Regions from separate parts of the Mus musculus genome. Here region 2 is linked to region 1. A link is a contact called in public Hi-C data. All regions are on one chromosome and are shown on one strand. The core of a region is the stretch at or near the end of the contact, and the rest is flanking DNA. Distances in the headings are between cores, read along the strand shown.

Region 1 (6,964 bases), core at 1,466-3,965:
ACATGGGCACATTCAGCTGCTTCTTAAGTTATTAGAGATGAATTAGCATGAGGTGATAAAGGGATGGTTCAGCAGTAAAGCTTTTGTACCTGAGTTTGATCCACAATACCTGTGTAAGAACTAGATGTGACTGCTATGTTTGTAATCTCTGTCCTGGGGCGTCAGAAGCCCTGGGGCTTGTTGGTCAGCTAAGTCTAGCAGAACTGACAAGCCCAGATTCAGTGAGAGACCCTGTCTTAAATGTGCATGTGTGTATAAAATGGAATTATGCAAGGTGGGTTGGTAATGCCTCCTCCCCTACCCCCAAGGAGCCATAGACTTTCTAACACATACCATAGTGGCAGTCATGGGAAACCTTATTTTGGATTTTTGGTTGGGTGGGGTGTCAACAGAACACAAAAATAATATAGGTTTATGCCATTGTGTTGGTTGTGCCCCAGACTCAAAGGTAAGACCCTTTAGCTGAAGACACTGCACACATTAGACGCATGACTTGGGGGAATGAACTAAAATGGACCTGGAAGCCACTTCCTGAAGACTAGCTTTCATAACATCTGAAGGTGCTATGCAAGCTACTAAGAGAGAGAAGCAGTCAATAGTGCTACCCAGCTGTTAAGTCTATGAACCACAAGGATGACTGGCTTAGCAAGATATCCCCAAGGGTGTAATAGTGCCACTTATATCTTGGGTGTCATTAACAGCTGTCTAATAGGACCTCAGGCCCAGGCACTGTGAGGGAACTCATGCCAGGTACTGTAGACCTAGCTAGCTACCCACAGCTTAAGAAGTCATAGAGTTTTAGACAGAGACTACGACTACCATTTTTCTAAATCAACATCCATTCAAATCATATTCCTAACACCTATTCTTACAGCCACAGGTGTGAAGCTCTCATTCTTCATTAAAGAAACTTCTTGCTGGGCGGTGGTGGCTCACGCCTTTAATCCCAGCACTCGGGAGGCAGAGGCAGGCAGATTTCTGAGTTCAAGGCCAGCCTGGTCTACAGAGTGAGTTCCAGGACAGCCAAGGGCTACACAGAGAAACCCTGTCTTGAAAACCAAAAAGAAAAGAAAAGAAAAGAAAAGAAAGGAAAGGAAAGGAAAGGAAAGGAAAGGAAAGGAAAGGAAAGGAAAGGAAAGGAAAGGAAAAGAAAGAAAAAGAAAAAGAAAAGAAAAGAAAAGAAAAGAAAAGAAAAGAAACGAAACTTCTTTTTTTGTAGCATATGGAAGTTGCTGTGGAGATCCACAGTTGCCAAAATGCAGACAAAAAGTGACAGTGGGTGTCTTGCCCTAATCAACACATTACAACACAACTCCTGAACCCATGGTCCTGGAAACACGGTGGGACAGTGGAAAGATTATAAGACGTGGCAGGGGTGATGCTTCTGTTAAGTCTTAACATTATGGTTGCCTACACCACAGCTACTCACTGACCACACAGGTTAGCATGCCAGCGTAGATGGAGGAGATCCCACAAGGCTCCACCCCTCGATGAAGAACCGCAGGCAGCCAATGGCTGGGGATGAGAGAAGGATTACTTTTCTCCAGGGGTAATCATTCTGACTGGTATCCAATCGTAGGTGGTCAGCCCTAAAGACATGCTCATGCCAGCAAGACTAAAGAGATGCCGGAGGTTGTAGATATATGTAACTCTAATGATTACGGAAGGAGAAGTCATGAATCCGAGGAGTTTGGGAGAAGGTTACGTTGAAGTAGGAGAGGAAGAGGTGGAGACGATGAAAATGAGAGCGTATTTACATATGAAATTCTCAAAAAAAGGAGAAAGAAATACAAAGCATGTGAGAAAAGCACCAGACATCGATTATGCCTTCCACATGCACACATGTGTAGGTGCACTGCCACATACATGTCCATGTGCACACAGCTGCGCATGGGCATCCACACACACACACAAATGAATCAGCATGGGAGCCTTCCCATTTTTTGCAACAAACAACTTTTCAGAAGGCCCTGGGGTCAGAGTCCCCTCGCATCCAGCTGCATCTGTGTTCTGCAGCACTAGCTGCCCTGCAGAGATGGGCATCAGCTAGTAAACGAAGCAGGTAGGGTTGGAAGGAAAGAGGCTCCTGAAATTCTTACAAGTTGCTCAGTGCTTTAATCCTATTGTTCTCTGGCTGCTAAGCCCAGAACCTGATGAATTCCAAGGAAACTGATGAGTGCCCTTCAGCCTGTTTGTGGGCTGGGCAGTTTCATGGAGATCCCAGTATAGAAACTGTGCCTGGGAAGGGAAAGCCCTATGAGGGCTGTGGACCTCATTGGTTGTTGCTTTAATGGTTTTGACTGAGCACTCGGAGGCAATGCAATAAGCTATTCCTGAACACCGTTTACAGAAGGTAATAGCCCTGGCCCTTTGCACCATGCAGCCTGGCAAGGATGCTGGCTTTGGGTGGGCAAGAGGGGAGTGCTCTGGACACCCTGGGATCCGTGTTCCATGCAGTACTCTGCTCTCTCCGAGGGATCATTTTCTTTTGGGAACTGGATTCTGCCCTCTGATTATCGCTACTCATGGTCTGTTTGGTTTTTCTCCATTTAACTCCCACACTCATTTTGCGCATGAATGAGCACAATGAAACCAGTTTAATTTGCTGTTAATTCCCTGTTTAAAATATTCTCTTCTGTTTAAGGGACATAGCCCCTTTCATCTCACGGAGGCAGCTCCTGAAAGAAAGCAGCTGCTAGCACTGTGCCAGTATTGGGGGCTGCCGTGGGTGGGGGGGTCAGCCTGGGCCAGAGCTGCTGTGGCCCACAGGATGGGAGGGGCCGTCATAGCAGGTGAACTCAGGGGCTGAAGGAGGAAAGCCTGCAGTTATTGGGCCTTTGTAACTGCTGAGCTGGGGATGGATGGCTCTGAGTGGGAGAAAGTTCACAAGTGAGGTAGATATTCTATGAGGTTGTTGGTAGAGAGACATTGCACACAAACCAAGAGTAGTGTCTTTTGATTCAAAGTATATGTGACGGAGGAGGTTAATTCTGCCGCTGACTCCAGAGTTAAGGGAAGAACGTTTGACTGTGATTTAGGCAAAACAAACTTTTAAGGTTGCTTCAAAGCATCTAACTACAGTGTTGATGCAATTTGTTCAAGCTCCTTTAGCAAAAGAGGTCTGGGTTTGGCAAATATGTTCTTGTTGGGCCAGTCTTGCCTAGCTCTTTCTCTTAACCAGGGGCCTTTGGGGAATATAGTTCTTGCACCACAAGGCAGAGTGCTGGGTCCCAGGCGGGGCTGCATCTTGAGAGACAAACGATCTCTTTGGAAGGAGAATCTGAAAAATTGAAGCAGGGAGCTTATCTGCCCTCCCACCCCAGCATTGTTTACCACAGCCTCTCAGGCTTACAAGGAGATAGCAGCCAGATGGGTGGTACTTAGCTCTTACAAGGGCCTGCCCCCCATCAGTGACTGAGTCAGTATCTCCCTCTGTTAGTATAGAGCTTTTTTTCTGATCTCCTAAGTTGCAGGTGGAGGAAGGTTGGCAGTCATCAGGGGTACCAGTCTTTGCTAACTTTCCTGCTTGAGTCGGAAGGAGTACTGGATAAAGGAGCCTCAGGAGATTCCACAAAGCTGACATTTCATGCCCGTGAGGGCACAGGCCCCCAGCTTCCTTTCTGATCATGGATTCTGCCCATTGCAGCCACTGCTTGCCTCTCACCTCCACACTCAGCCTCCCCCCTACCCCCACCTCCAAGTATATTAGAAGATGACAAGATTCATCCATCAGTCAGGCACATCTGTGGAGAACGCCTGCTGGATAAAGTCGTGTGCATAGGGACGGAGGTCTGGAAGGCTAACGACACAGGAGGATCAAAGGCTGCAGGTGCTCCAGTGGCTTTGTGGGCGATAGAGTGGCCGGAAGACCTGCCATGCTTTTCTTTCATAGCCATTTTCTAAGCAATGTGAGGACAAATCAGAATGGTCCGAGGCTGGCTTCTGGGTCCTACTAGCCCACAGCATCCTGGTCATGCTGTGACCACACTCAACACTGTCTGCAGCCTGACCCTTTTTTTTTTTTTTTTTTTTTTTTTTGGCAGCCAGGACATTTGCCTGGTGGGAGCTCCTGAAGGTTGTTCTTGTACCCAAAAAGCCACATCTCTGCTTCCCCATCCCATCCCCCCACCTCGGAAGGGGGATCTGTGCTTTAAAACACTGGTTTGCCTGTGTTAATTAGCTCTTAACTAATTGGGCCACACAAATGATGTTCCATTATACACATTCTTTTTCTGTTTCTACAGATTACTGTTTGGGAGACACGTCTTCAGGCCTCCCATTCCTCCCCCTACCCCCGGCCCCTGCCACTCCCAAGTCCTTCCTATAATTTAAGGCATTGCCTTAACCTTCTTGCAAGACGCCTTCCTTCTGTGGTGAGTCCAGGCTTTCCCATTCTGCTCTTCTCTGCAGGGTCCTGGTGGGCTCTGCTAGTTATCCCCAAAGAGTCCTGTGAAGTCTGAGGCAGTGAAAGACTTTCTCAGGGCACATAGAAACCCTGGGGTTATGACTTTGCCACAACCTTCCCAGAACCTTGAAAGCTGGACTTTGTCCTCAATGAACTTCCCCAACCCACTGCTCTGGTGCTCCTGAAATCAGAATCGGTCATGCCAAGCCAGCAAACACCATCGAGTACAGAGCCAATGGCTTAGACATTTGCCTGCCTGCTCCGGAGGACATCACCACACCCAGAGACCACCTCAGATGCTCCAAACAATTTGTGCCAATTCAGCCACGGAGCAAGTAGGGAATAGTCACAGTTTGATTCCGAGTGGGAGATACAGTGGTTGATCTGTGACCATAACAAGGGAGTGTTGTTCCCACTGTAAGATGTCCCAAGAGATGCTCTTAAAAAAATTACCACAGATCTGTGCACTTAAAACAGCACAATTTCGTTGTGTCACTGTTCCAGAAGCCAACGGTAAAAAAAAAATGAAGGTGTTGCCAGGGTGGGCTTTCTGCTCCCCTGTGGAGAATCTATCCCATGTCCCTTTCCTCCTCTTTCCTAAGCATTCCCTACTTGATATTCCTTGGTTTGCAGATACATAACTCCAATTCCAGATATATTCATCTTATTTCTTTTATGACAAAACAACGTTCAAAGGAAGGGCTGAGGGCAAAAGAGATGGCTCAGTGGTTAAAAGCATTGGCCATTTTTCCAGAAGCTTGGTTTGATCCCCAGCGTCCACATGGCACTTTACAACTGTCTGTAACTCCAATCCAAGGGGATCCAAGGTCCTCTTCTGGTCCCCATGAGCATTACACACATAGGGTGCACAGACGTGTGCAGGTAAAACACCCATACACATAAAAAAAATTAGATAAGACCTAAAAAAAATTTTTTTTTAAAAAGGAGACAGGGTTTGTTTTGAGCACTTTTTGAGAGCATAGCCTGTCATAGCGGGGAAGGCACAGTGGCATCTACAGTCAGTAAGCAGAGAGTGATCAATGGTCGTGGTCAGTTTGCATTCTCCTTTTAATTCAGTCTGGTTAAACCTTTCTAGAAACGCTCTCCTGGACACACTCAGAGTTGTGTTTCCATGGTGACTGTAGGTATAACCAGGTTGACGATGGATGACGATGGATGACGATTTACCATCATATCTGCCCTTGCTTACCCACGTCCTCCCACTGTATCAAAGTTCTCTCTCCAGGTATTGAATGTTGGGCCGACCCTGAATCTTAAGATGACCTCTCAGAATCATTCATTATATCTCCCAAAACCACGAATTAGACATCAAAAACCTGTTTCTAAATCAAGTCGCATTCATAAGTATGGAAAATGAGATCTTGGAAGTATTCTTTTGTAGGCACAATTCAACTCAGGTCTTTGGTCCTTGCTCCCCATCCTTGGAGACTTAATTATAGTCTCACTCAGAAGCTCTAATAACTGCCTTCCATCTTGGCTCAGCTTTAGCATGTGTTATATGGGCTGATGATTCAGGTTTCCCCGACCCTCACCCCATCTCTAGCTGTTTTCCAGTCTTTCTGGACTACATTAGCCAGTCAGAACCTTGCCATTTCCCAGGTGACACCCGGGCAGTCCTTGACCTGTCTTGACTAAGCATATTGTCACCTGCTTCCCTTCTGAAGTCCGCTTTGCCCGTCCACTCACTGGTCCCTCCTCTGCCACCTGGTTTTGCCATGCTGCATTTTCTCTTCACAGATCTCCTTCCTCATGCCTCTGATTGGTGGTTCCCTTCACATCAGAGCCCAGGGCTCCGCGCCCTTCTGAGCTCTCCCACAGTGATGCGTTTCCATTGATGTGTCGAGTCTACAGACCCCCAGCTGATACCCACGCTAATTACACGCATTCCTCTGCAAGTTCATTAGTGGTAAATGAGGCTTGTATTTGGCATGTTTCTCTTGTTGTCCTTTATACCCGTCAGGAAGGACTCAAACTCCTTTTGAACCTAGCTGAAGCCAGTTAGCCCAAGAGGCCAACATTATAGGCCAAAATTAGGCCAGTCATCTTCTGTGAGCACACTTTGCTCAGATGGCTTGTGAATATGAAATGTATTTAATTCTGTTTTTATTCATTGAGTATCCCTGGGGTCCTGGTTGGGGACTTTCTGGAGGTCACAAAGACTTCTGTGGAAGTTTACGAGTACGATGGTAGCTGTAAGGGTATTGGATTATTATACAACAAAATAATGAATTAGTTAATCAAAATTTACAAGGAAAAAAAAGAGAAATATCATCAATCATATTCTTTTAGCACATTTATCTACGCCTGAGCCATAGGCTGTTCTGTGTACTGGCTGTGACAGTGGTGACAGAGTTCAGTTAGTTACAGGGGAGATGTTGCAATTCATAAAGCCCGAGATACAAAGCTTTTCAGTCACCGCTATAGACTCATGCTTTACAGCATCCAGTGGTTCAGAAGCCACTTGTGTGTGTGTGTGTGTGTGTGTTTGTGTATAAGAAGGTGTTCCTGGGCTGGGGTGATGGACTCATCTAAAACTGG
Region 2 (6,925 bases), core at 3,324-5,823, 300 kb before region 1:
TGAGCCCACCTTCACATAGAAATCTTGCATTCAGTCACAGTCCACAGACTAAGCCTACACCCCCTCAGAGAGAGCCTCAAGAATAAGTTGAGGTCTAGGTAAAGGGGTCACTTTTGTCTCTGAAGGTCACTAGCAACCAGCCCTCAGCCCCCCCCCCCCCCCCATCCCCAGGGCAGCCATTCCCCCTTCGCTGGGTTGGGATCCTCCCCTGAGACTCTCGGCCTCTCTCACCATCCAGGCTGTGGCAGGCAGAGTTGAATGAAACCACAAGGGCCAGTTCTGGGAAAACGAAACACTCTACAAATGTTCAAGGAATGGTTGCTGGCAGCTCCGTTCACATCCCTTCTCAGTTTTCCCAAGAAAACACTTACTGAGCATTTATCAAGCACCCAGCGTGTGCCAAGAAGCAGAACCAAAGTGTGTGTTCCAAGAATTCTCAGTTCTGAGAAGGGGGAAGTGGACCGGAGCTCCTGTCTCCAACCAAGAAGCTCTCTGCAGTTGATACCCACTCGCGAAGGAAAAACTGAATTTCTCCAGTGGACTGTCATTGGGTGTATTAGCCACACATGTAAGCTCTGGACCCAGCAGCCGGTGGCCAACACAAACCAACTCAATGCTATTTTTGTAGACTTTTGGTCTCATCTTGCTTTGGGTCTTTTTTTTTTTTTTTTTTTCAGTTTTTTTCAGTTTTACTGATCTCCTCATGTATGTATCATGGTGTCCAATTTTGTGTTTTTAAAAATATATATTCATGCTTTGTCTTCATGCAGAAGAGGGTATCATATTCCATTACAGATGGTTGTGAGCCACCATGTGGTTGCTGGGAATTGAACTCAGGACCTCTGGAAGAGCAGCCAGTGCTCTTAACTGATGAGCCATCTCTTCGGCTCCACAATTTTGAATTTTTGTTGGTGTATGTGTGTGTTTCTTTCTTTTTAAATTATTATTTTTCTTTGCCATTTTGTTTGCTTTGTTGTTGTTTGTTTGTTTGAGACAGGGTTTCTCCCTGTATCCCTGGCTGTCCTAGAACTCATTCTGTGGAACAGACTGGCCTCGAACTCCTAGAGATTCTGGAACTCAGATCCACCCGCTTCTGCCTCCCAAGTGCTAGGGTTGAAGGTGTGCATCACCACCGATGGGCTTGTTTGCTTTCCAAAATGAGAGAAAGAAAGGGCATGGCGGTGGATGGATGGAGAGTTTGGAAGGATCTGGGAGGGGAAAGCCATAATTGGAATATATTGTATGAAAATATTTTTTGAATAAAACTGTATGGAAAAAAATTGCAGTTCAGTGGTGAAGTTCCAATCCCTTCTCATCACCCGATTGTGCAGAGTTCTGAGTCACAAATATGATGTGAGCCCGGAGGATGGATGAGGGCCAGGCAAGGCTTTTCCAGGAGAGAGGGAGGGAAGACTGTCGCTACAACAGGGACCAACATGTTCAAAAGAAGGGTAGTGTGGATTGTGGTGTCTCCTATTGATTATCCTAAGGATTGTCGCCATAGCCCCTACCATCAGGGGACTCACCAGGGGACCTGTGCTTTGGGGCTTCCTGTCATGTCCCATCTCAGTCTGAGGTGCTGCCTACCTGGTCCCGATCGCTGGCCTTTTATGTTGCACAGCCATGGTCTCCAGGACACTGAATTCCCAAAGCTTGATGCTGGCTCTGACTGGTGCTTCTACGTGATCAGTGCATGCCATTGCTGGTCCAGGAGGATCACAGGAAGGCAGCCTTTGAACTAAAGCTGCTGCTTACAGCTCACTCAACTGCAGGGGAGACGTCTCTCCATGGCCCCTCATCTGTGTCCCTCTTTGAAGAGCCATCATTACACTATCCTTGGGAATGAAGCACTTGACATGATGTCTCTAGAGGAGAAGGAGGTGACTGGGCACTCTCTTGATTATCTATCAAAATAAGCCTTTGTTTCTCATTGAAGCATTAACCAGATCTGGCCCTGCCTAGCTTCAGAGATCAAGCTGGATCAGGTGTGTTTAAGGAGGTAGGATTGTAGACCTAAAATCAATTTTTGTTTGAAGACTTACCTTGCCCACCAGTGCCTTCTCCAGAGACCATGAACTTCCTTGGGAAGGATCATGAAAAGCATTTTGTCTGAACACAGCTCAGGTGGGGGTGGATGTTCAGATCTGAGGTTGGTGTGGACAGTAATGACCTAGGCAGGACCCACCTTGGCACACAGAGGCCCAAGAAGTGGCGCTGAGGGAGTGGTGGGCCTGAGCACTCACAGTGGGTGAAGAAGCACATGAGACAAGGCCCCAAAGCCTCCATATGGACCAGATCTTGCCATGGAGGATGGTAGAGGTCACAGGACACCCCTAGGCATCCTCCGCAGGAATTTGATTGCCTTAAGAATAATTTTTCTGACTTGAGGTCTGAGGATGAGGTGGAAGAAAAGAGACTTCCTCGAGACATCTTAGTCTTGTTCAGTTCTGTCTGCAAATCACAGTGGACCAGCCTCTGTCTGGGCTGCTGGTTCCCTGTGGTCTGTCCACCTGCTGAGCCTGTGCATCCCCTCGCCCGCCCGCAGGAAAGTAAAAGGCGTGCGGTGTAGCATGCCCGGGGCTTAGGGAGCAGGCTCTTAACACAGCAGGGCCCTTCAGATGTTGCCTAACTGACAAGCCCAGGCTGGTGCCTGCCATCATCTGTTCACAAAGACACAGCTTCACAGAGCCTCTGGACTGGAAGAAACATCGGAGGTCAGTCTATTCCAGCTCTTGGTTGGGAACTTGCAGCCCGTTCCAATAATTTAAGAGTTTGTCCTTCTACTGCACCTAAGACCTAGAGACAGTTTGTTCCGATTGCTCCATAGTGTGTCATTAGAAACTTCCCTTACCCGTGGATTGCATTCCTCTGTGAACCCCCACCCCAAGGATGAAGTGTAACACATCTCGGGTTTTTGTGTCTGGCAATGAGGGATGCGATAAGCTCAGATTTGGGAACACAAATCTTTTTGCCCTTCACACTACAGCTATGAGAATGGTCTCCATGGTTACAGCAGCTTCTCAGAGGTGTCTAGATTTTCATTTTTTTCTTTTTTCCTCCAGTCCTCTAAATGTCTAATTTACGAGTAATCAGTTTAGGCAACCTGGAAAGTTTCGAGTGTGTGCGTGAATATCAAGAAACGTATAGCATATATTCAGCACCCCAAAAGTAGGTTGACAGGAAAAATTTTGGCACGTTTTTCTTCTCCCACTCTAAAAAGAAATTTGGGCTGACTTTAAAATGTTCAAGTTAAACAAGATTCAATGAAGGAAGCGTGGTCTTCGGATTCTTCAAAGGCACGTGAGCCTCGGAGGGCCGGGGCTGACCTAATTATGTTTTCTTTAATGTGGAATCGCTATTTGCCCAACACCCCATTTGCATCTCCCCATCACGTTCAAATGGCGGGGACATTGATCTTTTCTTTTTTTTAAAAGCATCCTTTGAACATGAAAGTGTTGCCCTCCCCCCTTGGTTGTTTTTTTTTTTTTTTCTCCTTGTAAGAGCAGCGATAAGGATGGATCGATAATTACATTGTTGGATAAAAATGAATATAAATTTTATTGAAAAAGAACCCCAGCAACAATGTGAGGACAGCATCTTTAACAGCCAGTGGCCCACACTACTCAGCACACACGGGGAGAAATAGTCACCTCTGCGGCTTTACTTACTCCAGATGAAAGGAAATGGCAGACCTCAGATAAACGGCCTTTGAAATCCCACAACAGTGAGCTATATGGTCACACCATTAACCTGGTGTTTACTGCCGGCCAACCAGTACTGTTTAAGAGTTACGAGTTAGCGGAGGGAGAACCCAACCGCTTCAGTAAGCACGGCAAAGAAAATGCCGGACCACTGCGGGAACTTTTCTCCTTTTCAAGTCCTTTGAGAATTTCGCCGAGAGTTTATTGGCAACGTGTCCCTCCTGCTTCACAACAGGAAATGGTTCTTTATATCTAGCTCAAATCCTTCATGCTTCAGTTAATCTATTTACGTCTCTTTAATCTCTGTGGGCCGGGAGGAGTCCGTCCTCGTGGGACAATGTAACATATGGAGAACTCAAAATATTCACAATCAGACAGAGAACAGTCCAGCTGAGCTGGTGGCACTTTTGAAGCAAGCTGAAAGAGCTTAATTGCACCCTTTTGCCTCACCACGCCCCATCCTTCTGCACCCTGGCGCCCATCCTGGGGCCTGCCTGGCAAAACGCTGAGTTTGATCAGTTTCAGCCTGTCATTGCCATAGTAATGAGTGTGATCACAGCGACCCCAGACAGGCATTCCTGTGCCCAGGGTTTCTGTCTCAGGAAAAGCTTTCTGGGCAAGATGCTCAATTCTTAATCCCATCCTATCTTCTCACCACGCCAGGCCAGGGAAGTCTCCCCAGGCTCTTCTGACAGTCTGCAAGACAACGCTGACATTGGCATATCAACCACGAGGATAACTATCCACGATGTGGATGCCGTAGACAGCATAACTTGTCCGCAAGGGACGAGAAAGCACCTAGTGATTTTTAACAAACATCATAAAAAGAGCCAGCTTGGGGGTTTGCAGCGGTGGCAACTTCGCACGTGATCCACCAGGGGGCGCTCGTGCCATTTGATCGGCCAATGAGACTCGTGGACCAGCAGACAAAGAGGGGGATTTGAATAAAAAGCCTTCAAAACGCAGCCTCCAAATTTTCAGGCTGAGCAGCATGCGTGTAAAAATTCATGAAGATTGGATTCGGTTTCGTGTATCTTTGCTTCAGTAAAAAGAAACGCAGGCGTTTTTCCGAGTGCACCTACAGTTGCCTTGACAAAGGGACTACCTGGTTATATGAGGAGGGCGGAGCGTGTGGTTGACCCGGGCCGCTGGGAGAGGCTCGGTCTGGGTCTCTGGTGCTGAGGACAGCTCCTGTTTTGTGGGGTAGCATCCTCCACAAGCTCCAGAATAGATTAATTATGCTGTTTTGAAAAAAACATGGGGATCATTTTCTGCAGGGCTAGCAGTGGCTGTCGCGGCTGTGTCTAGCGAGTGGCAGGGACCGCCGAAGCACTTACTATTTCGTTAAAACATAGCACAGTTCTTACTGCTCATAAAATAAAAGGGGTGAGGAAAGGCTGTTTCCAGGCAGTGCAAACTCCACCGTCTTCTTGTAGTGGAGACAACGCCACCTCCCACCCCACCCCACCCCACTTTGGTGCGTTTTCCAGGCGTGAGTGACAAGATGCTGATGGGCTGAGACTGCCAGAGGACCCTGGACATGAGCCAAGGCAGCTCAGCCCCTAGCAGCCATGCTAATCACAAGTGAGGCTACCCAGTCTGGTGGAGGGGGGCTATGTGGTATCAGGTGGGTAGCAGTGGGGACCTGTGGGAAAGGGGCAGAAGGGAATGAAGAGCTGAAGTTCTGGGCTCCTAGGTCTTCAGATAGGTTCCACTTGGCAGACTGCCCACCCAGAGATGCGGGTGCCTATGGCTGAGTCCTTTGTGTTCACCTCTATAGTCCCAGGATCTAGCATGAGGGGTCAGCCACTTATCGAAGGAGTCTGATGGGCTCTTACTGAGGAAAGACTTGACTGTAGAGGCTGTGAGTATCCCAGGCTGGCTCTGGCGGCAGCTGAGCCTGAGGACATTCCTTAGAGAGCAGTGAGGGATTGGGGGGGGGGGTGGTCCTGAGACAGGCACAGTGAGCAGAGTCCTAGAACCCTGAAATTTGGTAGGGACCCTCCTGGAGCACATCTGTGCACTGGGATGCTACTGCAGGAACCTCTTGTCGGGGGGCTCTCCTCAGGCCTTCCCTGTTTGCAGCAGCCTGCTTTTCCCCCCTCAGCTGTTGCCATGGAAACACCAGCCTCAGGTGCTGCTGAGGGCCAGCTAGGCAGCTCAGGCTTTTTAGGACAGGCCGGAGCAAGTAAGAGGCCCTCAACTGTTCCCAATGGAAGGAAGGTTGAACTCAGGGCAGGGGTTGTCATCTCAGAGAAAGACAGGAGGGAAAATGGCTATGATAGGGCTTTCCTCAGAGACAGAGACCAACACTTTCTCTAGGGGGCAGGTGGTGGTCCCCTCAGCTTGGTTTGGCTTGTAAGGAAGGAGCAACATCTTGTTATCAGACACTATCCCTGGTATCTGATAACTGCTGGGGCTAATCTGCTTGCCCAGGGCCCAGGTCATCAGCCAGGCTACCAGTGGGCTATGTAGGCATTTGAGGCTCCTGAGGATGGCTGGTGGGGGGTGGGGTGGGGCAATCTCCAGGCCCTCAGCTAAACTCTGGTAGGCACATAGAATCGGGGTCTTCACCCTTCCATGTGGGTTGCTGGACCTGCAAACCCACTCCATCCCTGGTCCCCAGCCAGGACATCCGAATGTGCACACGGCTGCTTTCCTGCCCTTAGCACATCTCAGAGATGCTAGGCATCAGGAGACAGCAGCCTCCAGTTGGCTGAGGGTCAGCTGGTTTGCTTTCTACACCCACCCCCTTTGCAAGCTCTTGAAGAGCATGAAGTAGCTAATAGGAGCACTAGGAATGTGGAAGATGGGCAGGCCCGACATTCCCTGGGGTCCAGAAGTAGTGGGGAGAAACACCATGTTACTTGCAGGGGGAGCACACCTTTCTCATAGATTCAGCCTCAAGCACCAGGCAGGCATCGTGGGGAAAGCTTTCAGCACCCGCAACACCTCCGCTTTCCCATTCAGCTCTACAGCAACAAAGTCCTAACACAAGAGCAGGCACAGGCAGGGGTGTACGTTTCACAATACCTTGGATTTACATAGCACCTTTTTCTTCTAGAGGGCCCTGGCCTCTGTCTCTTCTTCCACAGCCACATTGAGTGAGCCTTTGGCGGCACAAATTCCTCAGTGCCTGTGACACAGCAGGGAGATTGAGGCAGAGGGGACTGAAGCAGAGGCCTAGAAGTGGTTTCATGCAGATTAGTGGTGTCCTGGGCTCT

The links. A called contact is a pair of places that touch in the nucleus more often than the background predicts.
Region 2: a Hi-C map of cerebral cortex shows a contact between it and region 1, with 4 times the contacts expected there. The contact joins two enhancer-like sites. A contact is called at or near these places in 5 of 484 Hi-C or Micro-C datasets (cerebral cortex, embryonic stem cells, frontal cortex and 1 more) and 1 of 9 other capture datasets (embryonic stem cells).

Annotation. Positions count from the first base shown.
Region 1 is chr9:102,245,097-102,252,060 of GRCm38.p6, reverse strand. The region is part of intron 1 of Ephb1 (Eph receptor B1); the gene reads left to right. Among named protein-coding and RNA genes, the nearest start is that of Gm31233, 38 kb to the right of the region's middle. Within about 2 kb of position 2,715, at least 11 of the 459 cell types and tissues checked have an H3K27ac peak or open chromatin away from gene starts, as enhancers often do. A contact at or near this core is called in cerebral cortex, where this site is marked.
Region 2 is chr9:102,542,854-102,549,778 of GRCm38.p6, reverse strand. It overlaps Ky (kyphoscoliosis peptidase), which reads right to left. Exons shown (of 11, transcript NM_024291.3): 11 at 3,540-6,925. Among named protein-coding and RNA genes, the nearest start is that of Gm29387, 13 kb to the left of the region's middle. Within about 2 kb of position 4,573, at least 90 of the 459 cell types and tissues checked have an H3K27ac peak or open chromatin away from gene starts, as enhancers often do. A contact at or near this core is called in cerebral cortex, where this site is marked.